2 separate regions of the Rattus norvegicus genome follow, and region 2 is linked to region 1. The links are chromatin contacts, called in public Hi-C maps. All regions are on one chromosome and are shown on one strand. The core of a region is the stretch at or near the end of the contact, and the rest is flanking DNA. Distances in the headings are between cores, read along the strand shown. Region 1 holds the start of Fhod3 (formin homology 2 domain containing 3). Region 2 overlaps Fhod3 (formin homology 2 domain containing 3).

Evidence for each region. A called contact is a pair of places that touch in the nucleus more often than the background predicts.
Region 2: a Hi-C map of the A7r5 cell line shows a contact between it and region 1, with 2.1 times the contacts expected there. The contact joins the enhancer-like site here to the promoter of Fhod3 in region 1. A contact is called at or near these places in 3 of 12 Hi-C or Micro-C datasets (the A7r5 cell line, frontal cortex and psoas muscle).

What each region holds. Positions count from the first base shown.
Region 1 is chr18:16,262,525-16,269,596 of GRCr8, forward strand. It overlaps Fhod3 (formin homology 2 domain containing 3), which reads left to right and starts at 5,487. Exons shown (of 28, transcript NM_001415720.1): 1 at 5,487-5,781. The coding sequence starts at 5,617.
Region 2 is chr18:16,339,075-16,346,346 of GRCr8, forward strand. The region is part of intron 3 of Fhod3 (formin homology 2 domain containing 3); the gene reads left to right. Among named protein-coding and RNA genes, the nearest start is that of Fhod3, 75 kb to the left of the region's middle. Within about 2 kb of position 5,712, at least 9 of the 93 cell types and tissues checked have an H3K27ac peak or open chromatin away from gene starts, as enhancers often do.

The DNA.
Region 1 (7,072 bases), core at 4,237-6,736:
TTCCTTCAAGGATGTAGCTTTGAATTGACTGTTTTGTCCAGTCTGACTGTGTGTGTGTATATATATATATATATATATATATATATATATATATATATATATATATATATGACTGCATACATGTGCTCCATGTAAAGGTGTATGCATATATATTGTTGGGTTGTAGATCATATATTTGACTATCGAAAACGATGGCTACAGCAGTTCTTCATTTCAGATCTGTGCACAAATTTCTGGCTTTGCTTTTATCGCTGCAGGAGTAGAATCTGGTACTCACTTTCAGAGTTAGGGATGGTCTCGGCTGACTCTGTGTCCGCCCCTTCAGAAGTTGTCAAATGGACACAGTGTGGTTTATTTCGTTATTACGTTTATTTTATTTTGTTTATTTTTGTGTGTGCCTGAGTATGTGGAAGTCTGGGGACAACTCGTGGGAGTTGATTCTCCCATTGTGTGGTTTGTAGGGATACGACTCAGGTGGTAGGCTTGGCGGACAGCTCTACCCGCTAAGCTATATTATTAGCTGCGGCTCAAATTCTGAGTCCAGGGTTCAAGAGACTGTAGAGTACCTGTCTTGATCCTTAGAAGGCTGCCTCAGTCTGCAGAGGCCATGTGAGGAATACTGCTCTAACCTTGCATGAGAAAACACACGGAATAGAGATGAACTATCTCACAGAAGTCCTCCACATCAGCCCGCTGACAGGCAACAGACACTCACATACATGGCGGAAGATGATTTTTAATTGCCTGGCTCCGGTGATGTTCTCAGATGGCAACCACAGCGGGGGTGACATTGCTGAGCCCAGCTGAAATGGTGACCTACAGAATCGAGGGCAAATGGAACGGTTTATTACATGACAGTCATTAACTCGAAACATATTTGTATCTGGAAGTACAGAGCTACCGCAATCAAAAACCAAGCTAAGCATGGTGGTTAGAATAAGAACTGTTCCCCCCCAGGTTCATGTGTTTGAATGCTCGCCCCTCCCAGTTGGTGGCGCTGTTCTGCGGGGTTATGCAACCCTTAGCAGGTGGAGCCTTGCTGGAGGAAGTGTGATACAGAGGGCGGGCTTTGGCAGTTTCTAGGCCCCTCCACTTCCACATCACTCTCATTTTTCCTGCGGATGGAAATTCATAAGAGGAATTTTCCACAGTGAGGAAAACCACAGTTCTTATAAAATTGAAACTGGCCAGCCAGCTTCCTGCTCCTGCTGTCTGTTGCCACGGCTCTCTCGCCATTATGGACTCTCACTCTGGAACCATATGCCAAAATAAACGGTCATTTCCGCAAGTCACTTTTGGTCACGGTGTTTCCTTGCAGCTACAATAAAATAACTACACACGGAGTTACAGTGATTGTAGAAGCAGGCAGCACCTTGCGGCTGGGAAAGTGGCCAAGAAACTGCTGCTTAAGGGTGTGTGCAGGTGAGGAGACCTTTTAGGGGAAACACATTCTGAACCTCCCACTTGAAAGAGCAGGCTACATGCCCACTACTTACCCAGTAGTCATTGCGGAGCCCGGGCAGAATCCCAGCAGCCGACACTTCCACTTAGAGAGCAAGTAGGAGACACATGTGACTGTCTGGCACCCCAGCCTTGCCCACGTTGCTGCTTTCTACATTCCTAGGTTTGCCCCAGGGATGGTTAACACTCACCCTTCTCTATGGCTCTTAGCTCCAAGCTCTGGTGAAACTTTCATTTTTCTGTACTACCTACAAATACAAACTACTTGTAGCTGGTCCTTCCTTATTCAAGTTGGAGGTCAGAGGTCTATTGTTCTTCGAACAATCTCTATTTCTTCAGTCTAAGCTGGTAATGCTTTTGTTTCTTAACATCTCTGTGGATTGCCTGTGAATTTTACTAAGATTTATTTTACATGCCAAACCCTGCTCTTCTGAAAGAGCAACAAGTGCTTTTAACTGCTGAGTCCTCTCTCCTTTTCCCAACACTAACATTTTAATATTTATTTTAGTAAGTTCATTTCTTAAGTTCAAGGACTTAGGGGATTGGAGCCCTCTTCTGGTCTCCACAGGCATTGCACACACATGGCATACAGACTATAGGTATGTAAAATACCTGTACACATACATAATTTAAAACATATATTTAACAAGGACTTTTTTTTTTCTGTCTGAAGGTACTGGGATGCGAATTGTTTTCTTTTTATAATCCTAAATTTAGAGAGTCTAAATTTCTTTTCCTCCATGAAATAAAATTCATTATTCTATGCAGCTAGAAGCATCCAATAGGTACTTTGAAGGGTTTTAGTGTTCTCCTTGGATAGCTCCTTAGCTTCAGTTCATATAATTTATCCCTTTCAGATGAAGGGCAATCATCTTGTCAATTGTTTCATTGTCCTATAGCATAGAACCCATTTTTTTTCTAATTCTCAGAAGTCCTCAAAAACATTTCTCCTAGATTAGACCTGGTTTCCTGGCATGTGGTCTCAGGCCAGAGCTTTCTGAGGGTAAGAGGAGGTCTCTTCATGTCTGTTCTGAAGTCACACACTCTGCTTGTGAGGGCAAGTATCAAAGCTACCTCTGCTCAAAGAGTGGGGAGCTGCTATGGCAGTGTGGTCATCAACTCCAGCAGGCAGTAGGCAGAACACTGTGTTAAGGTGGAACACTGTGGGTTCCAGGTCAGCTGGGGTTGCATAGGAAGACTCTCTCTCCCCAAATCAATCCAATCGAACCAACCAACCAACCATCCAACCAACCAACCCACCAACCAACCAACCAACCAACCAACCAACCAAACAATCAACCAACCAACCAGTCAGTCAATCAAAGACTAGAGAAATAGGGTTTATCTTTTGACAGAAGTGGCCAAGTTATGAAACCATGAAGGGAGAGATGGAAATGAGGGAAACCGAGGGATGTGGGGAAACAGGAAATATGAGTGAAGTGGAGGGATGTGAGGCATGTGAGGAAAATCAGTGAATGTGAGGGGGTGGGGAAATGGGGTGTATGATGGGTCGACTGTCTTGTTTTGTATGTCAACTTGACACAAGCTGGAGTTATCACAGAGAAAGGAGCCTTCCTTGAGGAAATGCCTCCATGAGACCCAGCTGTAAGTCATTTTCTCAATTAGTGATCAAGGGTGGGAGGACTCATTGTGGGTGGTGCTGTCCCTGGGCTGGTGGTCTTGCGTTCTATAAGAAAGCAGGCTAACCAAGCTGGTAAGTAACATCCCTCCATGGCCTCTGCATCAGCTCCTGCTTCCTGACCTGCTTGAGTTCCAGTCCTGACTTCCTTTGGTGATGAACAGCAATGTGGAAGTGTGAGCTGAATAAAACCTTTCCTGCCCAACTTGCTTCTTGCTTATGATATTTGTGCAGGAATAGAAACCCTGACTAAGACAATGGGTGTGGGGGAGATGGGGGCTATGAGCATTGTGGAGCGAATGAGGGGAATATGAGGTTTTGTTGGAATGAGGGGTGGATAAGAATGGTGTGGCAGAAATGGGAACATGAGAAGCAAGAGAAGACTTTTTCCACTGCCATCTTTGCACAACTCTCACACCACATTAACTACAAAGACTTTGCAAAAAGATCCTTGAATTCATATACTTTCTCAAAAACCTGCCCCTTCTACATACTTATACAACGCACAAAAGGAAAAGAAAAAGAAACAAGAGAAAGAAGCTGCCTTAGTTCCTTCCTTGTTGCTAAGATAAAGCACCTGGCACAGCAACTTAAGGAGGGAAAGTTTTCTTTGGACTCATAGTAAAGAAAGGGTCTAGACTTTTATGGCAGGGAAAGCAGGCAGCTGGAGTGTGAGGTGGCTACGTTGTTTCCACAGTCAGAAAACACAGGGATGGATGCCTGCGCAGCTTGCTTTCTCTTACTTAGGGCTCGCCCATGGTGGTAGCTTCATCCACAGCTCAGGGTGGGTCTTCTTTTCCTCACTCAAACTTTCCTGCAAACATCGTTCTATAATGCTTCAGAGGCATGTTACCATGGCGATTCTAAATACAGTCAAGTTGACAATACATATTAACCATCACAAATCCAAAAAAGTATGATTCCAGTATGGTGCATCACCTTGTTAGAGAGACTGGGGCAGGAGGATCATGAATTTGAGGCCAGGAGGAACTTCATCAATGCCTCTACCCTTGCTTTTGAGATGGAATCTCTTTACTATGTAACTTTGAATGTCCTGGGACTCACTATATAGATTAGGCTGTCGTCAAACTTATAGAAAGTTGCCTGCCTCTGCCTCCTGAGTGAGGTGTGCATTATACCCAGCTAAAAGAGCCACAAAGGAAATCTTCAGGATAGGGCCCTACATTGAAACACACACACACACACACACACACACACACACACACACACACACACACACACACAAACTTGTGGGGAATCCACAAAGAATGCATGTGAAAGATTCGAGTGAGGCTGCTAAGTGAAGGGCAAGGGTTTCTTTTCTCTTGAAACCAGAGAAAAGGGAGAGGGACGTACTATGGAGGCATCATGGGTGTGAAGAACGGCTGGATATATTGATTATTAGGGCGACCGAGAGGGATTAGGTATCAGTAATGTGATCTGGGAATGGAAAAGGTAGTCAGTTCTCTTTGGAAACGTAAGGGGTCGCCCGTGAGCAGCAAGGAGAACGGTGATCTGCTGCATGGTATTGCCAGCCTAGAGGAAGAAGGCAGGCTGTCAAGCTACATGCCAAGTCCCTGTTGCGAGGGAGGCCCCCTAACTCCCAGTCCGGTTCTTCTCCGCATCTTCACCATTCCGGGGTCTGACTAGAAGCACCCTTCTTTCTCTGTCGCAGAAGGTCAAGTTAGACCTTACTGAGGAGAGGGGTGATAATGGACAGGTTCAACTATAACTCTCAGGCAGCTGTCCGGGCCCAGTTTTGGGGTCGCCGAGCCTCTCTTTGCAGTCTTCCAATTCTCACTGCAGGTTCCCTGGCTCAAGAAATGCTGCTGGGATTCATAACCTCCGCTCCCCCCCCCCCCCCCCCCCTTCTTAGCTTCTTTTCACTCCGGCGCAAACCTCCCTGGAATCCTCTCCAGGGCTTAGGATCGCTATCTCCCAGTCACAGGCCTGCAGAGAGCTTTGCTCCCGGGTCTCTGGGTGCCCAGCAACAGGGAGACCGGCTCTGTCGCTCTCGTCTGGGAAGGGTTGTGCTGTGCCCTGTTCTAGGGGGAACATAGTCTGAAGACTGCCTTGTCCCCAGTCTAGAGCCAGCGCTCCGAGGCTGGTGCGTCCGTAACTGGGCGACCGGCACACGTGCAGAGAGCTCTGCGCAGGGGCGTTCCTGCGCGTTGATTGCTGCTAGGCTCAGGGCTGCCGACTCTGCGCTTGTAGCTCTCTCATTCCCTGTCCCTGCAGCGGTCGCGAAGGTCGGGGAAGCCCGGTCCGGTGGCTGGTAAACCGAGCAGGGGAGGAGCCCGAGGGGGAGCGGGAGGAGGAGGGGGCGCAGCCCCGCCCCCGCCCCGCCCCCCGTGGCCGGAGTCCTGGCTGCAGCCGGGCGCGCTGTAGCCTGCTAGCCCGCGAGCCTGTTAGCGGCGGCGGCGGCGGCGGCGGCAGCTTCTCCGCACACACCCGGCGCCCCCGCCTGCGCGGCCCGCTGACCCCGGGGCCCGTGCCCCACGGGGCAGGGATGCATCATGGCCACGCTGGCTTGTCGCGTGCAGTTCTTGGACGACACCGATCCTTTCAACAGCACCAACTTCCCAGAGCCCAGCCGGCCACCGCTGTTCACATTCCGCGAGGACCTGGCTCTGGGCACCCAGTTGGCCGGGGTCCATCGGCTGCTGAGGGCGCCACACAAGGTAAGATCGGGAGGGATAGGTGGGAGGCTGGAGACGCAACCCCTGCAGCTGTGCCTGCCGGGGTGAGGGCGCTGAAGTCGGGCTGAACTGGTCGAGGCCCTAGGGACACGCGCCCAAGGGCATATGCCACTGAGGCTTAGGCAAAGGGGCCAGGAGCACCCAGAAGCTAGCGCACGACTCTCTGTGCCTGGCGGGAAGGACAGCTCTATGCCCCAGTGCAGATCTTAGGGCGAGCGGGGCCCAGCAGGTGCCATGCCGGCCGGAGGCGGGTTGCATTAGGATCTCCGTGGCCTCTCCGTTAGCTCGGCCTGGTGGGCGGGGTGCAGCTTGGTCGCCCGGGCGATCAACCTGGGTACCCCGCCTGGCCCAGAGCCGAGCGCGGAAAGAGCCCTGGGGACTGCGGAACCCGGTTTTCTTGAAGAGAGCCCTGAAAGATGCCGGGGTCAGAAGCTCTGTTGGGCCTCCCTGGCACTGTGGGCGGCTGGGCGACCCTCGCGACAAAGCACGCTTTCCGGGAACACCTCCCCCTCTTCCCTCTGGGAAGGGGCGCGCACTGCGATAACTAGCGTTCACACTATCCCGTTTTTTCTTTTTTTCTTCCGAGGAGCAGGTGGCCTCAGGAACCTTGGAGAAGCAGCCCCTGTGGGAGGAAGGGCGGGGGCGCGGGCAAGGGGCGCACAAAGCCTCGGCCCAGGAGCCCCAAGTGAGTGTCCCCTGGGAAGAATGGCGTCTCAGTCCACCCGTTAGAGTTTTCTTTTCATGTCTTTTCTTTCTTTTTTAACCCTTTGAAGGAGGCCAGGCGTCTTGCAAAGTGATTGTGAAGAGCCAGGCATTGGAAGCTAATCATTTAGCTCCCCGGGAAAACCTTTCCTCCCGCTTACACAGATTGACTGCACCTTGAACGGTTTCCCTCCTTGATGTATTTTCTGTTTAGGTCCACATCAAAGTTTTGAGTTAAATAATTCCTTGAGAATCAACATGGACAAACATTTGGGAGAGAGAACTCTTAATTTCAAGAGCAAAAGTGATTTTTCGAAAAATCCTTGGGCTTTCGGTTAAGATGCCCACTTGTTTTGAAAGGAAAGTAGGAGGCCGTGCAAATGTTTGGTAGTGGTGCCCTCTTGCTCCCAGTTCCTTAGTGCTCCGTCCCTCCCACTAGTAACTAACCCGTTTGTTTTGAATGAGGATTGGGGCAGATCCCTCTCATTCCTTCCGTACTGGTGCGGAGTGGCTAGATTCTTAGATTCTTTCTGATCATGGAGCACCATACCCAGAGAGACAGAGGCTTAAG
Region 2 (7,272 bases), core at 4,462-6,961, 77 kb after region 1:
GTCTGACTTGAGGCCTGGCCCTTGTCAAGACTCGTAGGGGCTCCAGGCTGTGGAGTCTGGCATAGGATGGGTTGGGAACAGAGGGTTCCCAGATCAGCACATTAGGGAGGGAGGCAAGAGACACTGACATGGACCTTGTGGGGAAGTGTGTTTGATGTCACCTCCAGGCGAAATGTGCCAGAATCTAAGATTAAATATTCAAAACAGTCTTGAGGAGGTCTAGAGGGAAAGAGGAGGGGGGCAGAGAGGGTGATTGCATTACAAGCTGGGGGTGTGGAGAAAGAGGGGATCCACAAAGAGGAGGTGAATGGGGGCAGTGGTGAACAGAATTAATGACACAAAGGCTGAAGAGATGGCTTAGGGGTTGAGGGTATGGCACTTGCAGAGGACCCTAGCACCCACTTGAGGTGGCTCACAGCACCTGTAACTTCAGATCTGATGCCCCTAACCTCTGAGGACACCTCAAGTGCACAAATCCATACACATATACACAGCTAAAATCAATAATAAAAATACATTTTAAAAGTATGTCCTGATTTGTGTGAAATGTCACCGTGAAACCCATTGTCTGTGTGGTAACTAAAAGTTAATACAATGGACACAAATAAACCATGATGGATTTTTGTAATCTTCCTTTGGCATGATTTTTCTTTCCTCTTCTCTTTCCTCCCCCACTCTTCTTCCTCCCTCTCTCCAGCCTTCCTTTCACTTTTATTTGTTGTACTGAGGATGGAACCCAGGGCCACACGCATGGTTGACAGGTGCTCAACTGCTGAGCTATATCCTCAGTCTTCTTTATTGAGATAGGCCCACCTAACTTGTCCAGGCTGGCCTTGAACTTAGAATTCTCCTGCCTTAGTGCCATGAATAACTGAGATGACAGACATATGCAACCCTATTTTTCTCTTTTTAAAATATGTGCATGTGTGCATATGTGTGTGTTTGTATGGTAGACATATGTGTGTGCATGTTGGATATATATATGTATGTACGTGTGTGTATGGTGTATATGTGTGTATGTATGTCTGTGTGTATATGATGTATATGTGTGTATGTGTGTCTGTGTATGGTAGATATGTATATGTATGTGTAGTATGTCTGTATGGTAGATGTATGTATGTGTGTATGATAGATGTATGTGTGGTGGATGTGTGTGCATATGGTGGATATATAGTATGTTTGTGTATGTGTATGCTATATATATGTGTGTCTGTGTGTATGCTAGATAGGTATATGTGTGTATGATGGATGTGTGTGTGTTGTGTGTGTGTATGTATATTATATATATGTATGTGTGTATGTTAGATGTGTGTGTATATATGTATGTATGTATGTATGTGGTGGATGTGTGTATGTGCATATGGTGGATATATGTATGTTTGTGTATGTGTATGGTATATATGTGTGTGTGTGTCTGTGTATGGTAGATGTGTATATGTGTGTATGTTGGATGTGTGTGGTGGATGTGTGTGGTGGATGTGTGTGTTGTGTGTGTGTGTGTGTATATGTGTGTGTATATTAGATGTGTGTATATGTATGTATGTATGTATGTGGTGGATGTGTGTGTGTTGTGTGTGTATATATATATATGGGGTAGGTGTGTGTGTGTATATGTATGTATGTGGTGGATATGTGTGTGTGGCAGATGTGTGTCATTTATGTAAGTATGTGGGTGCAGGCTTGCTATGGCTCCGGTGTGGATGTTAGAGAACAGCCTTGGAATTGGTTAGTCCTCACTTTCCACCCTGTTTGAGAGAGCATCATCTTTGTCATTCTGCTACTGGGCATGGCTGTGTTGCCTGGCAAGCTTCTCTGTCTCTCCCCCATTCTGCTGTGAGAGAACTGGGATCACAAATACACTACTGCATCCATTTTCTGTGGGTTATGGGGATTAACTGAGGCTCTTGCACTCAAGTGGCAAACACTGACTGCACCATCTTCCAGCCACATTTTTATTTCTTAAGAGAAATGGTATAGGATCCAGCACCCACCCAATCCCAATAACACAAGGACTGCTTGTTTCTTGGGGGCAGACAGTAGTAGAGGGTGTCAGCTGCCCTGTAGGGGGACGGTAGCTGAAAGAACAACAGGATTCTGATTGTCAAACCAGCATCATCTGGTGGTTAGATGTGGGGTTTAACAGTTTCTCCAGAAACAGGGGGCCGGAGAATCCTGAGGGGTCGCTGTAAAGAAGCAGGTGACCAGCCTGGCTTCTATAAGTCCTGCAAAAGGTTTGTTGGTGGAAGCTGGCTCCCATTCCTGTCAAGATCACATGGCCTGAACCCATCAGTATCAGTTGTGCTCCTGTACCATGAGACGTTTCTAGATTTCTCGCAGAATAATGACACGGTTATTAAATGCCTGCTGAGCCCGCCATGATTGTCATTCTTTCTGGCGTCCTGAGCCTTGGCCTTGCCTTCCCTCTGTACAGATGCGGCATGGCTGTTCATTTTCCTTGACTATGGGCTCAGCACATCGGAATCATAAGCTCTGTCTTTGTTTGAAGATGGATTTCCCCCAGCTGTTCAGGAAGACATGAGGAGCCTCTCTGTACCCCCTCTTCTTCACTCCTGCCTAATAAAAGAGGGTGAACAAGGGAGAAGGCAGTGTGATTTCTTTGGTGAAAGCCCTACTCCGAGGGCTTTCAAAGCCTGCTTTGCCATGGGCTGTGGTGGTGTGCTTCTTGGAAGTCCTCTGGATGAAGTTGAAGCCCCATCTGCCTCTCTGGTTGCCCATATGGTTCAGACCTCATGAGGTAGAAGAGCAGAGTCACTTGTGTCCCCAGGACTCCATTGGAGCCTCTCCGGTACAGTTGGACCAGTAGAAGGACTTGGAAATGCCGTATTTTAGTCACAGCTCTGCTCAGTGGATCTGAGACTACCTAGTTCTGGCAGACAGAAGGATGAATTGTGTCCTTGAGTGTGTGTGAGCAGGACAGGCAGCTGTCCCTGCTTTCCTCCTCTCTGTGTCTCTGATTGAAAGGTATTGCTTCACCAAACTGAACCAATATGGAGGTGACCTGGGTTTTGTTTTGTTTTGTTTTGTTTTGTTGAGGCCAGAATATTCAAGGTCAGAGAGAGAGTGAGTTTTAAATAAAACGTGATGCCATCCATATGCACAGTCCAATAGTAGTGTGGTATTTGGTGCTGTGGAGATCACAGTGTGTCCATCCTGGGTCTCACACACATCCTGGGCAACATGGTCTTACAAGCATATTTTTTACCTTGATTTTTTTCCTCCAGAAAATGCTTTTTGAGTAATGTAAGAAAAGTCACTGTAGTGTCAAGCTAAGAGTGAGAGATTGTTTGGGGGTGAACCTGTGGTAGCCTGCTTTAGTAGAGCATCCTACCCGCTGGCCACTGATCTCATGAGGCTTAAGCAGACTGCTTCCTCCTACCTGAACGGCTGACAGTAGACTACGCTTATGATAATTTTATGTTAATTTTGTCACTGTGATAAAATACCCAAAGAAAGCTCATGATTTGAGAGGCGCAGTCTGTCGTGGTGGTTCATGATTGTTGCAGCAGGAACATCAGGCTGCTTGCGTATATCTTGGAGATCTGGAAATAGATCAGACGGGAACCTGGGCTGGTCTAAAACCCAGGAGGCTTACTCCCTGGTGTCTCATTTCTCTTTTCAGACAGAGACAACATCCTACAAGGTGTCACAACCTCCTAAAAGAGTGCCGCCAGCTGGGCCCTAAGGGCTCAAACACGTGAGCCTGTAGAGGGACATTTTTTTATTCACAGCACACGATGGTTTGGTGTTGGATTGCATTGGATTGCCCACAATATTTTGAGAGGGAAGTAGGAGTTATTTTACCCTAAAACTCTGGGACCTGGAGGGCAAAGTGAGGATTGTGGAAAAAATGGATGAGAAACATTGGGGGACAGTACTACATGGATTGGTGACAGGTAACTTACAAGTGAAGCCATCTTGAGAATAGGAGGAGTTTACTTATCTGGCCAGAAAATGACACTGCTTTGACGTCTGTGCCCATAACCCAGAAATAGACCACAAATGCTCATCAGGAGGTATGTAACGGGAAATTAGGAGTCCCCAGAGAGCCCGTGGGCTCAAATTGTAGTTCAGATCATTTTGTTGTTTGTGTGTTCTTCTTTGTGCTTGATGCTTGTGGCCATCAGGTGCAGACCTACCATATCCTGAGGTTGAGAGACACCAAGGCTTGAGTACAACATGTTCCCACTTTTGGTGACAATCAGAGACTAGGTACAGTTGGCCCATTTCTAGATAAATGCCAGGCTTCTTGTTTCTTCAGGGATGCCTATGGGTACCTAAAATCCATGTGTGATCTCTGCCCAGGTCAGGTAGTGCTGGTCCATAGAAATTTTCTTCACAGTGGCAGGATTGTCCTATAGGGGATGCTCTGGACAATAGCAGACAGGCTCAGCTCTGGGAGCTTAGTCAGGTTGAAGGCCTTCGGCTATAGTGGGTGACATCTCAGAAAAGGCCTTTGGAAGCCAGAGCTTTGCAGCCAGATACACCCACAGTAGGTCTACTTCTCAGCAGGTCAGTGAATCTCCCTGGGCAGCTCCTTTGCAGAGGTGGTGCTGAATTGTCCTGTGTTAATTACAGGGTGGGTTTTGAAGCCTGGGATACACACGCTTATGCCCTCATATCCTGTGGTGCTTCTTAGGCCACATGGATCTGTGGGATTGTATATGTGTTATCTTCTTGATTGACTCTTAGGGTTTCAGCCTTTGCTTGTCATCTCGTCCACAATGAGGTGGGCCATGTGCTGTGCTTGTCATAGGTCCCCCTTCCTCTGTCTTCCTCTCTCTTCTTCCCTTCCTCTCTCTGTCTCTCTGTCTCTCTCTTTTCCTCCCTCCCTCTGATTCTCCCTCTCCTACTCCCCTCCTTATCTTTCCTTCTGTCTATCTGTCTGTCTGTCTGTGTCTGTCTCTCTCTCTTTCTTTGTGTGTGTGTGTATGTGTGTGTGTGTGTGTGTGTGTGTGTGTAGGGTGAGCACGCATAGGCATTCACTGCATAGGCATTCTGGCTGTCTGGCCTTGTTGCACTGGTTTCCTCTAGAGAAGGGTATATTCTGGAAGATTGGAGCTAGTCTGTCTGACTTCTGTCCTGCGTCTGCCACTCAGGCTGTTTGACTTGGAACAAGCTACCTCTCCCTGACTCTACTCCCCACCTATAAAATGAGACGATGAGGGCCGTTGGGGTGTTTCAGCTATTCTTCTCACTGCTGGGACAAAATGTCTGATCAGAGGGTGCTGTCTATTAAGGTCGGGAGGCCTGGCAACAAGAGGCCTGTTGTTTCCCTCTTTATTCTATCTAATACCCCAGCCCATGGAAAGATGCCACTCATATTTAGGGCGAGTCTTCCCACCTTGCTTAACTCAAATCAAGAAACTCTTTGGCTGAAAGACACATCCAGGGGTTTGTCTTCTAGGCGATTCTAGACCTTGTCAGGTTGATACTATTAAAAGGAATGAATCCCAGAATGATGCCCAGTGTTCAATAAACACTGGGAATGGAGAAGCTATTATTGGCTGCTCAGCATAACCAAGGCACATGGCGGGTCTTAATATATCTATATGAATAATGCAAGCGGCAGTGTCTGGGATTAGATCGAGAGCCAAGCTGAAACCCGAGAGCACAGTCATCTTCCCTCTCTTCCCGAAATCCTCTCAGGTTTCTCTGAAGTGCTGGTAAGATGTAACAGCCAAAGGTGGACTCCATCTACTAAAAACAGCCTCCCTGGGTAGACAACCCGAGGAGACAGAGGAAAGGCAGGCCCTGCCCTCACGGCTCCCGTCCTTATGTTACTGTTTTCTTTACCCATTAGTCCCACAGGGGCCCAGCAAGGTGGTGCGAGGGCAGAGCTGTACTGGAGCAGACAGGGCGCCTGCATCTGCTCTCATCGCTTTTTCTGGGCTTGTCTGGGTCTCTGCTCACAGCGGGTGCATGCCTCGCCATCGAGTGCATTCTTCTTCCTCCGGCTACCGTGATGGCAGATGAGAAGGGTGGTTTTAATGAATTACTGTTTTCCTTGGGAGATTAAGCTTTCTTTATAAATATAATTGCTGACACACAGCCTTCTGGTGCTTACATATCATTTGCCAATTAGGATAATGGATTCAAAAAGCCTCCAGGAAAAGTGACATGGACAACGTTAAGCCTGTAAGTCGGTGTAGATCACTGGTGGATGAAGTACTTTGGCCAACTGGAAGCAACATGTCCCAAGTCTGCCCACAATGTGCTTGGGCTAAGAGGTCTGAAAATATTCATGACCTTTGAGGAAGAGATTAAAATTAGTAGGCAGAGATGCTGCAGCCAAACTTGTGATGTGTGTCATTCCACAGCGTCTGCCATGCTGGCCACATGCTTCTGGGATGGTTGTGGGGTAGAAGAAGGCTGTGCCGCTTAATTTTAGAGTTAAATGATTGAGCAGAATATTGAAAACATTTGGGATGGGCTTGAAACTGGGGATGGGTGTTGAAAGTTTCCATCACCTTTTAAACCTCCTTCTGCCTTGTCTCGTTCTGTGTGTTATACACACATGTCCACGTTCATGTGTGTGTGTGGGTGCATGAATGCCAGGATTCGAGTGTGGAGGTCAGAGGGCATTATCTGTTGCCTTCCAAGGGTTTCTTCCTGTGTTCAGATGTATATGCTAAATTGGCTAGCCTCTGAGCTTCCAGGAATGTCCCTGTGTCCCTCTTCCGTCTTGCCACACGAGAGCTGGGATTATAGATGCTAGTGTGTCCAGATTCATGTGAGGTAAAGTGATACGAATACAGATGCTCATGCTTACCTGATACGTACTTTGTACCCACCGAGCATCTCAGTCCCACCCCCCTCCACTTGCTTAAGGGGTATCTTCCTGGCACCTCTCTATTTTTGGTTTTTGCTCTTAGTATGTAAGTGTTTTCCCAGCGTGGCACTAGGACCACTTCACAACAGGGCCAGCCTCTGTTGTGAAGGCCGTTGTGTGCATTGCAGGATGTTGTCAGCATCTGACCTCCACCCACGGAACGCCGGGAACAATGCCCCAGTTGTGAATACCTCCAGATATTGCTGAGTGTCCTTTGAGGTGAAACATGGCCCTGACAGAGAACCACTTCTCTAGCTGTCCCCAAGAAAGCCCAGGGGCGAGCTGAGAAGCTGTCTGTGCTCGTCACAGTAGCTCTGTGTGCTGTGAAGGACTATAGTCTCAGAGACACTGCAGGGAGACCCTCACTCCTGGAGCTCCAGCTGTGAATACAGACAGGGAAGAAAGCACCCCTGGCTCTAAGT